Regions from separate parts of the Mus musculus genome. Here all the other regions are linked to region 3. A link is a contact called in public HiChIP or PLAC-seq data. All regions are on one chromosome and are shown on one strand. The core of a region is the stretch at or near the end of the contact, and the rest is flanking DNA. Distances in the headings are between cores, read along the strand shown.

Region 1 (2,961 bases), core at 46-2,545, 670 kb before region 3:
TTTAATTCTTTCCTTGTGCCTTTGTTGAACAACCCCCCCCCCCCACACACACACACACACCCTGATTTCTTCATAGGTCTGCCTTCTCTCATTCTGTCTGCTTGGTATTTTTTCTATACCTGTCTCTAAGCAGTCCAGTTGTGTACCCTGGTGTTCATCCCAGCAGGCACCCAAGTGAGGATAGGGTGACTTAGTGTACCCTTCCCTTCCAATCCTGCTACAAATCTTCTGTGTCTGCGCACATCACGTGTGTGTCTGTGTGGACATTCCCATGCTTACATCTGTGCATGAGTGTGCAAAGGCCTCTGGGTCAATACTTCCATCTCCTTGTAGATATGACAGCATTGTTTACCCTGGTGATGTCGTGATGTCATGATCAACAGGAGCTCAGGTCTTTGGCCACAAGGGTGACACTGTGAGTCAATCTCAGGACCATGTGGCAAGACCACATTGGTCTCCTATTCCATGTTCCAGTTTAGTCTGCTGTGGCAGGAGAAATTCCTTTTCCAGGGTCTGTGTTGGGTGCTGTGCCTGAGCTGACATGAGGCTAGTGACGTTGTTGGTGTCTGTCCTCAGCAGCCAATTCCACCTCCTGTGCCTGCTGTTCCAGGCTTTCTTGTCATTGGCTGTCTCTAAGAAAGGAGTGACTTCCCAGTTTGACTTGAGGGGCCTAGGCGCAGTAGGACTGTATAAGTGCCACGGGGCTCCTTCCTCTGCAGAGCACAGTAGCTTCTTCACAGCAAGCTCATTCTGAAGAGTGGTTCTGTCTCTGACCATGGGGATTCCTCTGCAGGGTCTCCCTTTTCTGCCATTTCCCACATGACTAGCAGTCTGCCCCTTTCCTCTCTTCTCACCCTTCTGAGGCACCAACCATGAGATAGGAAAATGGAATCTCTGTAGTATCCCCAGAAACCCCCAGATCCATAATGTTAACCAGGAGCCAGAGTCTTAGCAGGGAGAAAGCTTGTGGGGGATGTCTGGTGTGGGTAGAGCTGCAGCTTCACACACTACCTGCACTCACCTGACATTCCCCACTGGGGATGAGGAGGAAGCTGGATTACTCCTCATTGCATCCCCTCTTCCTCCTCCCGAAGTGCCTTAGCTGAAGCTACCTCACAGCCCTGTATTGTACCCAGGACTTCCCTGCTCACTTTAAATCCAAGGACAAAGTCCTTTTGCTTTCAGAGCCTCCAAGGAGCCGTGAGGAACTGTGTTATTTCATGAATACTGAGCAGGCCCAGGGCAAGCCCCAGTGGTTCTCAGCTGTGGCCATGTGAGATCTGGCCCTTCAAGCCTCCACTCAATGGTCTCAGTGGAAGGATGAATTCCTGTCAGGCTGCCAATTAGGAGGTGAATGTTACACCATGCTGGGTTGGGGGAAGGGGCTTGGAGTGTATTGTGCTTGTCTGCAGCAGGCAGGCTGTCTTCTGGTGGAGGCTGTCCAGGAATACCACTGAGTCTGAGCAACCAGGAGGGTGCGTCTGTGATAACTGTGTGTGTGGCAATGTCTACTGATGGGTACAGCTTTATTCCTCAGGAAACCATGTGTCCCGGCCACTTCTGACTATGCAGAACAGAGTTCAATAGTGGACAGTCACTGGGTAGTGCATGGGCAAACCCAGACCAGGGAGGACTCCCAACCAACTGTAGCCTCATAATTCTCAGGCACATGCACTTGGATGCAATGAGGGGTGCAATGGGGGGACTCATCGCCCTACAAGGTCTACCAAGATCAGCTTCTGTATTGTTTGCTTTCCTTGTAGTTGGGACAAAATGCTTGACAAAGCAACTAAGGAAGGCGAGGTTCATTTGGCTTATCATTTGAGGGTGTAGCCAGCATGGCAGGAGGGGCATGTTGGTAGAAGTGTGAGGCATCTGGCTGGTCACATGACTTCCACAGCCAGGAAGCAAAGAGCGATGGATGCTGGTACTCAGCTTGCTTTTTATTCAGTCTGGGACCCCAGTCCACAAGTTGGTGCTGCCCCCATTCAGGTTGAGTCTTCCTACCCCTGACCCAATGTAGGACCTCTACCCCCCCAGACATGTCCAAAGGTTTTTGGTCTAGATGATTCTGTCTGGCTGATAATCAAAATTAACCATCACAGATTCCAATGGGTGCATGAGTACTGTGGCCACAGGATACTCTGCTTCCCTTCCAGGCAGGAAGTCTATCTGTTTTCCAGCCCAGCTGCATTCTGCCTTGGCCCCATCTGTAAAATCACCCTGTGACAAAGCTGTGGCAGTAACTGGACAAGACAATAATATGTAATATGATGATTTATTTTCCTAAATCCTGAACCCAGTAGGAACAGGTCTTTAGGGAGATGAGATGCTCATAACATTGGCATAACTCTCACACTACAAGGGAGTCTTCCAGTCCAGGATGTTGGCTTTGACGACAGGAGCAGCCTGAGTCCACAGCTCTTTTCCTTTCTGGTTCCCTCTTTTCTTTTACTCTCTGTGGAATCCCAGCCTTGGTGCTGCATAACACACTGTCTTCTCCATGTGCTTCCTGACCCCTAAGCACTCTGGGAAGGGCCAAGCCTCCAGATGCAAGAGTGGCTGTTGTTACCTATAAATGTGTTTCACACAGCAAAGTCTGCAGTGTCTTATGCTGAGCACAGAGGTTGTTGTGCCCGGAATATAAAATGGCACCACAGAATCACGTGTTTGAATCCTTGGTGCTCAGATGATAGCAGTATTTGTGAAGAGACAAAGGAGCCAGGAATGGGAAGCTGAGAGCTTACATCTTAAATCACAGTCATGGAGCAGAGAGAAGAAACTATAAATGCAAGACTTGTTAATCTCAATGTCTGTCCCCAGTGACAAACTTCCTTCAGCAGGACTGCAACCACAGGTAAAGGAAATAGGTAAAACACTCAGGTGATACACTCTGGGGGCACAACCACCTTAGGAGGACACCCCATCGTCCCATAAGTCTAGAGGACCTTGGGATTAGTC
Region 2 (2,987 bases), core at 307-2,806, 550 kb before region 3:
AAAACTCTACTGATAAAATTCTTTGCTTGTCATTCAAATGTAAGTAATAATTATAGATTGTGGGCCTCCGTCTCGGGCCTCATTAATGATAAATTGTATGGAAGTGTGAAGCCAAAGTCAGCTTTGATACATCTCGAAACTCAATTTCCACGGCTTCCCTTAGCTATGTACAATTAATTACACAGTTAATAAGGGAAATACGCTAATGAAAGGAACGCTATTTACCCAGACCGCCTGCCTTCACCAAATATCCTTTGTATGTTTCTCTCCTTGTAATTTTGGTATACAGACAATTTAAAAGGAAAAAAAAACAAAAAAACAAGAAACAATCCAGTTGACAGAGTGGTAGCATTTAATGCTAGTCTGCAGCTACTCTGGTTAAAAACAAGTCTAAAGGAATTTTAATCCAATTTTATATTTCTACTGACTTCTGCTTTTTGAAAGTCCTGAAATAGCCATTTGTCAAATAAATAATTACCACTAAGCTACTGCGCTGCTCCAAAGATGTAGTTATCTCCACACATTGAAAACACGGAGAATTTTAGAAGAAATTACGAGGAAGACAAAAAGGGAAAGCTCAGCCCATCTGCACAGACCCACACTCTTTTCTTATCCCCCAAACCTCTCTTAGAACGATCAAATCCGCTCATTCTGTTTGGATAATCAAAGTTTGACCGCAGATGGATTAGCAGACACCAATACTACCCTTTATGGAGAAAGATACCACCTTCTCAGGCTTTGGCAAAGTCTAAACTCAGAAGACAACTACAAAAGGCAAGCTGGATAAAGCTGGTTTTGTTTGCTCTTTATAGCACACAAGGACGTATGAAAAGGTTCATGGCAAATCTTTATTTTACCATGTATTTGTATTACCACAGATGGGGGAATGTTCCTTACTAAATTAGAAAGTAGCCATTTGATTCCAGTTGTCACCATATCCCTTTGACATAAAGAATGTACTTTAACCTATGAGATCTTTTTAAAAATTCTATTAGTAAACCAACGCTGTATTCCAAAGGGTTAAGGGGAAAGGCAGGGGATAAGGGGTTTAAAAAGCACTCATGAAGTGCACTTCTGATAACCAAGCCCACCCTTTTAGCAGGGAAACAGATTCTCTGGGAAAAAAAAAAAAACAGTTTCCACAGCAAACAATACCCACTGCTCCCTCCATGCTGGGGCCCTGTAGAGTACCACCGTGGTGCCTGCCACCCACGACCACATTTGGAGAGTCAGGCAATGGTGCCTTTAAGAGCCTCCTCCTAGACCCCTGCTGTGGAATACTTCTGAATGCAGAGTTACAGAAAATTCATCTGTTTAAACCAGCTCTCCATCCACCTCACACCAATGGGATGGTCTACAAAATCCAAACGCTGCTTCCAAGTCACAACACCAGGAGCTGTCGTTCTCAAAGACCCAAAGCTTTCCTTCCTATTCCCCAACCCAGCACAAGAAGGCCCAGTGGAGACATTTCGCCCGGTGGATGACGACAGTGGTTAGAGCAGGGAAACCTTTGGGAAGCAGGAAGAGGAGGGATGGTTGCTTAGCAACGCACAGCAGCCTTGCGGTTACAAAGCAGCGGGCTTTTCTTAGCAGCAGCCTTTTATATTCTGTGCCAGTGATGTAGTCATTACGATTTTCTGATGAAGTTTTTAGGAAGAATAAAGAATTCCAGCAAGTGCTGCAAGGTTACCTAGGACAGTGACACAGGCGGGGGCTTTGTCTCATGAAACGTTAGGATACTGGGTTTTCTAACACATTAGAGAATATTTGCAGAGATTTTGAGCGTGTCCACTGCAAGCAGAGAGCTTTGATTTTTTTTTTTATCTTCCTAAAGCTAACAGGCTATATGCTTGTGAGAAATGACACACAGCCAAAGAAACCGACTCGGAACCAGTAAGACAACATTACACAAAACCCAAACCCTGTGCTCAATTCTCCAGCAGGCAGAAGACATGAGCCCCAGGGTCTAGCTTTCTTCTCCACCTCCCCAGATCTTTCTAGAAAAGCAAAATGGCTAAAATGTTGATGAAGTCAAAAGTTAGCATGCAACCCAGAAGGCCCCCACCTTACACAGTCTCATCCGGTTATTCCAGACAAGGTACCTGAGTGAGGGCCAATAGAGTATCTGACAGCATGAATGTCCACATTTTACGGTGAAATTTAGAGTGAAGACCATCACATATTCTTAATCTTTTCCTAGCTCAATGCCAGTCATATTGCGAAGTGCCCAAGTCACAAGCCATATATTTACCAGGCTTGACAGGTGAAGAAAGAGTGACTGCCAGTGGCTGCCTGCTTACACCACCTGGGTATCTCCCAGGCTACTGCTATGTACAGGTGCAATTTCCTCCTGTGCTCATTGCCTGAGCTCCACAGCTCACTGCCTGAACTGTTGCTCTTCCTTTCCTCCTCCTCCTTCCTCCTTCCTTCTTCCTTCCTTCCTCCTCCTCCTCTTCCTCCTCCTCCTCCTTTTCCTCCTCCTCCTCTTCCTCCTCCTCCTCCTCCTTCTTTTTTTTTTTTTTTAAATACAAGATCTTATATGCAGCCTTGGCTGGCCTGGATTCTCTATGTAGAGCAGGCTAGCCTTGAGCTCATATAGATATTCATGCCTATGTCTCTGGAGTGTGGGAATTAAAGGCTTGTGCCATGTCACCTGTGCTGCCTGCCTGGCTTCTTTGAGGACATAAGGTGACTGTCTTCTGAGCACAGAGAATGAGGGTGGTATTTAGATGCATCGGTCAGTAGGATATGAGATTCCATGCAGAACAGCACTTCACTGCACCCTGTGCTTTATCTGTACATAGCATTTCTAGTAACATAAAAAAAAGAAAGCCTCAAGTGTCTTCCTCTACAACAGACATCGGAAAGATGGTAGCCATCCATTTACAGAACTAAGGGCTATGTCCAGGAATACAACACGAAGAGAAGTCCCATGCAAATCCTTGAGAGAGGGGCAGGCCAACGTAATTTTCTCCATCTAAAACTAG
Region 3 (3,065 bases), core at 192-2,691:
CCCTCCTCCTTGCTGACTTCACTGGTGCACATAAGAAGCCTGCAGAATCTCCCTTAAGCCTATCAGTGGTCTCAACCTATTAAGGTCAGAGTTGTTCTCCTATCTTCGATGATTTAGCCAAAATAACTGAAGTCACTTAAAAATAATCAGGCAACCTCTTCCAGGGCCTTTGAGGCCTTTGGGGTCTTTGGGGCCTTTGGGGATAGTGTCTTGGGCTGCTATGTAGTCGTACATTATAGGCCTTGGGGGCAGTGCAGGACTTGGGGGCTAAGGGGTCAGACACCTAGAATAGCTACAAATTCTTCCTGTACTGCTTTATATGTGGCATGTGGAGTCAGGAACACCCTAGCCAACGGGCTTCTCCAATACAAGATTAAATCAATCAATCAATCAATCAATCAATCAGGGGTCAGAGAGATGGCTCAGTGGGCAAAAATACTTGCTACACAAACTTGACAACCTGAACTCGATCCTCAGAACCCATGGTAGGAGGAAAGACCAACTTCTGAAAGCTGTCCTTGTATCTACTCCAAGTGTGTGTGTGTGTGTGTGTGTGTGTGTGTGTGTGTGTGTGTGTGTGTGTGTCTCCCTCTCTCTCTCTCTCTCTCTCTCTCTCTCTCTCTCTCTCTCTCTCCCTCTCCATCTCTCTCTCTCTCTCTCTCTCTCTCACACACACACACACACACACACACACACACAAGAGATATAACAGCACATAGTAGTCTCATTCCTACAAAGAGTACAACCTGAGCCCTTTTATAAAGATCAGCTTTGCCCAATATGATTTGGAGTACCTAGCCAAGCATGGTTTGGTTTTCTATTGCATCCTAGAGTTAGATCATAAGGAACCAGTTCAAGCTCCATAGACTATGTACCACAGCCTGCAGGAACATAGCTTCTGACTATTATACAGGTGATGCATATTTGTGATTTTGGTAAATCTGCCTGCCAACACCTTTGGAGTTAATATGTGGTACTGTGTAGTGGATACACCCGACCCTGTAGTGTCTAATTTCACACAGTGAAGCATAACACATAGCAGGCCACACCTGGCTATCCCAGTGAACTAGCATGATGTCATCAAGTCCTTCCAGCTTCAAGACATCAACAGATCGGAAGGTAGTCCCACGGCAGCACCATGCTACCACAACCAGCATACCTGCCAAGATACTGTGTGCTGTCTAGTCTTTGTGGGATTCACCTCCAGCTTTATTCCCCACACACTGGATTGGTTGGCTGGTAGGGGGCACTGTGGAGTAAAACAAAAGTCTCTTTTGTTTCCCTGATGCCTTGGGCAATGACGCTAACCAGGATCAGTCAGGCTGGGGCTTCAGCAGCCCTCAATATCAGATGCATTTATTTATGTTGGCTGCTTGCTTGATCTCATTTCATCCCACATGGTCTCTTACTCATGGTGCTTGTGCCCCCTGCTGGGAGACTTAGGTAGAAACACTAGGCACCATTTAGCCAAGTACCAGAGCAGACACTGGGGACTTCTTTGAGGAACAGTAGTTCAATGTAGTCACATCACCTCTATCCTAGGGACTTCACCATCCCCCAGAACTTGGTGTGTTCCCCCTACTGCCTCCAGTATCCATTTACCCAAGAGTCCTAGATCCATGTCACAGGTCTCCAGATCCTATATCTCTAAGATTCCCAGATGCATACCCTAAACTAACAACCTCAGCAATGCAGGCCCCTCTGCCTGATAGGCCCCTCTGCAATGGCTCAAGTGGCCACAAAGGATGCCTGGGTTAAAGGAAACTCTGTGAACCATAGCTTAGTCCAGACCTTACCTATTCAGGTCACTGAGGCCACTGAATGCAGCTGCTCTGTGCCTAGGCTCTATAGAAATTTCTGTCTCAATGTCATACCTAACAGGGACACAGCATACAGCTATGAGGACATGGTCACTGCTCCTAACTGGCAAGTAACACACACACACACACACACACACACACACACACACACACCTTTGCCACTGGGCAGAAGGATCTGCCTGCTGTGTTATGGGGTGGCTTGCAGGTACATGGGAAGACTTAGACTCGTGAGACTTGGGAATACCTTTCCAACAGTAAAGCAGCATACCCTACACTAAGATCATAAATAATAGTCTCAAAGAGAACCCCCACATCTGAGACTTGTGGTGTGTTTCATGGAGAGAAGGGAAGCTTACCCTGGAACACACTAGGGTCCTGTCATACGCCCATGCTTGTGAGTAAGCCCAATGAACTCATCAGTTACTTCAGGTGGGAACTGGGAGGGGTGGGGCTTCAGTGGAACTGAGCTTTGGTTTGTCCTTGTGACCATAGAAGAGGAATGCTGCCTAGTGACCTCTAGGTCCCCAAGGAGAAAATTCTCCCGGACAACTCTTCCCCAGCCAGGTGGACACAGATTTAGAGCAGCCTTCGAGGGTCTCTTCATCCAGTCACACTCCTGGGTAGCTACTTATCTACTCGTAGTGCCAACAACTATCCAAAATTTGTGTCCTGCTCTGCTTATTCACACACCTTTGGAACCCCCCAACCCCTGCTCACAAAGCAGCCACACAGTTGCAGAACAGATGCAGAAAAAGGGAGCCTGGTTTGAGACTTTAGTTCTAGAATTATACCATGGCTTGGGTTTTTGGGTTTTTTTTGTTTGTTTTTGTTTTGTTCTGTCTTTTTTTCTTTTTCTTTTTTTCTGCAGACAGTCATCAGATGGGAGCCTGAGACCAGAGGCAAATGACTCTACTTCCCTCAGCTACAAGATGGGAGTAAATATCGTTCACATAGGACAGTGTCTAGTCTGCAAAGGGCCCTGATAGAGAGAATGCTTGGCCTCTGGCTGGGGCAATGATGAGCTGGAGGTCTTCAGACTATATGCAAAGGCCCCCAGGAACACCAACAAGATAGGAAATTGTCCTGTGGGCAAAGATAAATTTGGTCTTCAAAGTCCTGGGCCCTAAGCCATGCAGATGGCATCATAGCCTAGTCTGCAATCCTCCCTGCATCTTCTAAAATATGAAGCTGCAGAATTAGACATCTGGAGAACTGCCACCAGTTCACTTGGGGACCACACAGTGA
Region 4 (2,934 bases), core at 56-2,555, 610 kb before region 3:
GCAGATTGTGCACGTTACAAACTGACCAGTGCCTGTCAATAGATGAGCCAAACGTGGCCTGCTCTGTAACTGATTTAGGTTAGTCTGTTGAAGGGGAACATAAAAACACTGTGCTAAGGGGAAGTCAGCCAGGTGTATAAGGGTGAAGAGAGTAGGCTTCCCCAGGCATGAGATACTCAGGCCAGTCACAAATTGCACATCTTATAAAAGAGGGCACCCTGGAGGTCGTGACAATGGGTGGAGAGATGGTTGTTGAGGAGGAGCCTGGTGCCGCATAGCCAGTTATCCCATCCACACTGGCTGACCTCACAGCCCAGCAGTGTGTGCTAGTGTAAGCCTATTCTGATGCACGCTTGTGCAGGACATGGAGGTCGGAGAACCACGCTGGAAGGTACAGTTTCCACCCTGTCCAGAAGCACCTGCCTTGCTCTGTACTAGAGCTGCAGGGCCACGGCTCAGGGAGATCTGGCTGATGGTCTCTATTCAAAGCAGGTCTGTGCCTTGTGTGGAGGCCAAGGGACCCTTTCCTCTTCCAAACTCCTTCTAGGAATGTTGCCAAAGCCCTGCAGTCCTGCACTGTGTGCCTGTGTTGGCCCTGCCTGAGTGATCCTTAATGCCAGAGCTCTATGGGTCCGGGTGCTGTGGTGACTCAGCCATGGAAGCTTGGGCCTTTCCAACTTCATAAGGAAATAGGAAGAAGCCCCGAGTAAGGGGATGCTAAGGCTGAACAGAAACGCAGAAAGCACAAGGAACTTAGGCAGCAGCAGCAGCACGGGTGGAAACACACGCACGCGGGGCCCGGTGAGAGCCAAACACTTCAGCGGGAGAGGCCCATGCATCTCTTCCCAGTAGAAGATGCATTTGCTGCACCCAACAACATACATCTGTGATCTCCAGACCCTATTACCTATGTGCAGCTTGGCCCTTCCAGCGCGGGGGTCCATTTACTTTGATTTCCAAGTGCATCATTGTCTACTTGCTAACAAACCAGACAGCGCGGAAAGAACTTAAATTATTCCAGCTCTATTCTTCTAGCCCTTGTGCTAGGCCTGAGGACCTTAATCCCTGAAAGGCTGCGTGAATGAGAGCCGCTGGGTGCAGCTGGGCGCACAGGGCGGAGGACTCTGAGGACAGCGCCGCCGCTGCACAGGCCAGCTTTGCAAAGGCTTTTTTTTTTTTTTTTTTTTTTTTTTGCTGGTCCTGCAATTCATTTATTTTAAGAAAGGGAACTGGGAAGAAAGGCTACAGTCCAGGTCTTTGGGCCTCTGATCATTTGATGAACGCTGGGTTGGCAACATGGGCCTCCAGCTTCTCAGGCCAGACAAAGGCACCCCAGCCGCCCAGGACAAAACCCCAGCGGCCTCTAGGGGTGGCGGCCTGGGAAAGGCCCACCTCAGTCTGCGAGGAGCCGCCTGCCCTTTGATCTCTCTCGAGACCCCAGCCGGGCCCCAGGTCAGGGGATTTCACACTGCAGACCCCTGGGGAAGGGGAGCAGGTCAGTTTTGGTGATGGATCCTAGAGAACAGGGAGCCTGCTGGCTCCGACCAGTTCCACATGGATGATCTTGCATTGTGAGCACAGAGCCCGCACTTTAAATGGAATCTGATATTACATGGTAGAATGGACCTAGCAAATGGCAGGCCTGGGCCTACGGATGACAGTTAGCCCACCCCCTGGGCCTGACCAACTGACTGCCCTTGCTTCTTTCTCTAGGAGGTGAATGGAGTCACTAAAACTCCATGCCAGATCACGCCAACCCAGTGTTCCCCACTAAGGCCCAACGCTGGCTGGTACCTTAAGAGCTCACCCTGCTGTTTGCCATCTTTCTGTATGAAATGTTTGCCAAAGAGCTTTTTATAGCACCCTGCAAGCATAGCCATGAAAGAAAACATCTAGCTAAAATTGTCTGTATCATTCTGAGGGGATTTTGGTGTAACAAAAGGAAAATATTATGTTCATGAGAGCAAATACAGGATGGGCGATAAGAGAAAAAGTACGTGAGTCCTGTTGATTGCTACCCCCCGCACCAGGCATCAGCGACTGCACGTTCGCAAAGAGAAAAGATGTTTCCAAGGAGCCAGAGCAGCATTCATAGATAAGGAGAAAGAAGTTTGTAAGAAAAATGCTAAGGTTGTGTTAAGACGCTCTGCCAAACAACATCCCTAAAAGCTGTGAGCAAGCAACAGGGCCTTTGCTTTGTGCTTGGCTTTTGTCTTTGCATATTCCTGCAAGTAGCTTAGCGGGGGGGGGGGGGGGGGGGGGGGGGGCTCAGAGAGCAGCAGGGGAAGCCAGAGCCTGGGGGGTGGGGGGTGGGGAGTGGCTCAAGTGACTCCAGGGCAGCTTAGCAGGCTCAAGGGTTCACAGATGAGCAAGACTGTAACTGAGTTACTCAGATCTGTGCTTCGTAGACCTATAGAATGAATCAGTCAGGAGGGACAAGGTGAAGGCAGGCGGGCAGGAGCTGGGCCTTCCCAGCATCTCTGCCTGGGGTTCTCAGGGTGCAGGTCCCCAGGAGTGATGGAGCCTGCTCCTTTAACTTTATCCCTGGCTTCCTTTCCCTCAATGGTCTGAATTCCACAAGACAACTGCTTAGTCATTATAGATATAGAAAGTCTTATTGTGGGCCAAGTATCGGGTTGGAATGTTCAAAACCCAGCCCAGGAATGCCTGAAGTCCTCTTGAGGGACAGGTTCTAGTCTAGTCCTAGGACCCATATCCTAGGCCTGCAACCCATTTTGAGTCTTAAGGAGGGTGTTAAGAGGACTTGTGAGGGGTCAGGGTGTGGCTCAGAAGCACAGGGCTTACTTAGCCTGTGTGAGGCTGGGACACACACACACACACACACACACACACACACACACACACACACACTAGTGTATTAGAACCTGTTCTTAGGTGCCACCCCTCTAAACCAAGTCTGCATACTGGTGGTAT

Evidence for each region. HiChIP or PLAC-seq counts read pairs in DNA pulled down with a chosen protein or histone mark.
Region 1: a contact with region 3 is called in an H3K4me3 HiChIP or PLAC-seq map of embryonic basal ganglia, with 8 times the contacts expected there. The contact joins two enhancer-like sites. A contact is called at or near these places in 1 of 39 promoter capture datasets (hippocampal neurons), 3 of 15 datasets of contacts at CTCF or cohesin (large pre-B cells, pro-B cells and stem cell-derived epiblast-like cells), 20 of 484 Hi-C or Micro-C datasets (B cells, the N1E-115 cell line, cardiomyocytes and 12 more) and 4 of 115 datasets of contacts at active chromatin or transcription factors (astrocytes, embryonic basal ganglia and embryonic stem cells).
Region 2: an H3K4me3 HiChIP or PLAC-seq map of embryonic basal ganglia shows a contact between it and region 3, with 4 times the contacts expected there. The contact joins two enhancer-like sites. A contact is called at or near these places in 2 of 484 Hi-C or Micro-C datasets (cerebral cortex and embryonic stem cells), 2 of 115 datasets of contacts at active chromatin or transcription factors (embryonic basal ganglia and embryonic forebrain) and 1 of 9 other capture datasets (embryonic stem cells).
Region 4: an H3K4me3 HiChIP or PLAC-seq map of embryonic basal ganglia shows a contact between it and region 3, with 5 times the contacts expected there. The contact joins two enhancer-like sites. A contact is called at or near these places in 3 of 39 promoter capture datasets (embryonic stem cells, hippocampal neurons and stem cell-derived epiblast-like cells) and 5 of 115 datasets of contacts at active chromatin or transcription factors (embryonic basal ganglia, embryonic stem cells and neural progenitor cells).

The regions. Positions count from the first base shown.
Region 1 is chr12:117,313,560-117,316,520 of GRCm38.p6, reverse strand. The region is part of intron 1 of Gm5441 (predicted gene 5441); the gene reads left to right. Among named protein-coding and RNA genes, the nearest start is that of Gm5441, 22 kb to the left of the region's middle. Within about 2 kb of position 1,295, at least 8 of the 459 cell types and tissues checked have an H3K27ac peak or open chromatin away from gene starts, as enhancers often do. A contact at or near this core is called in embryonic basal ganglia, where this site is marked.
Region 2 is chr12:117,195,455-117,198,441 of GRCm38.p6, reverse strand. The region is part of intron 14 of Ptprn2 (protein tyrosine phosphatase, receptor type, N polypeptide 2); the gene reads right to left. Among named protein-coding and RNA genes, the nearest start is that of Gm10421, 46 kb to the right of the region's middle. Within about 2 kb of position 1,556, at least 79 of the 459 cell types and tissues checked have an H3K27ac peak or open chromatin away from gene starts, as enhancers often do. A contact at or near this core is called in embryonic basal ganglia, where this site is marked.
Region 3 is chr12:116,647,122-116,650,186 of GRCm38.p6, reverse strand. The region is part of intron 2 of Ptprn2 (protein tyrosine phosphatase, receptor type, N polypeptide 2); the gene reads right to left. Among named protein-coding and RNA genes, the nearest start is that of Gm31336, 110 kb to the left of the region's middle. Within about 2 kb of position 1,441, at least 10 of the 459 cell types and tissues checked have an H3K27ac peak or open chromatin away from gene starts, as enhancers often do. A contact at or near this core is called in embryonic basal ganglia, where this site is marked.
Region 4 is chr12:117,255,947-117,258,880 of GRCm38.p6, reverse strand. The region is part of intron 21 of Ptprn2 (protein tyrosine phosphatase, receptor type, N polypeptide 2); the gene reads right to left. All of the region lies in intron 2 of Gm5441 (predicted gene 5441), which reads left to right. Among named protein-coding and RNA genes, the nearest start is that of Mir153, 6.6 kb to the right of the region's middle. Within about 2 kb of position 1,305, at least 71 of the 459 cell types and tissues checked have an H3K27ac peak or open chromatin away from gene starts, as enhancers often do. A contact at or near this core is called in embryonic basal ganglia, where this site is marked.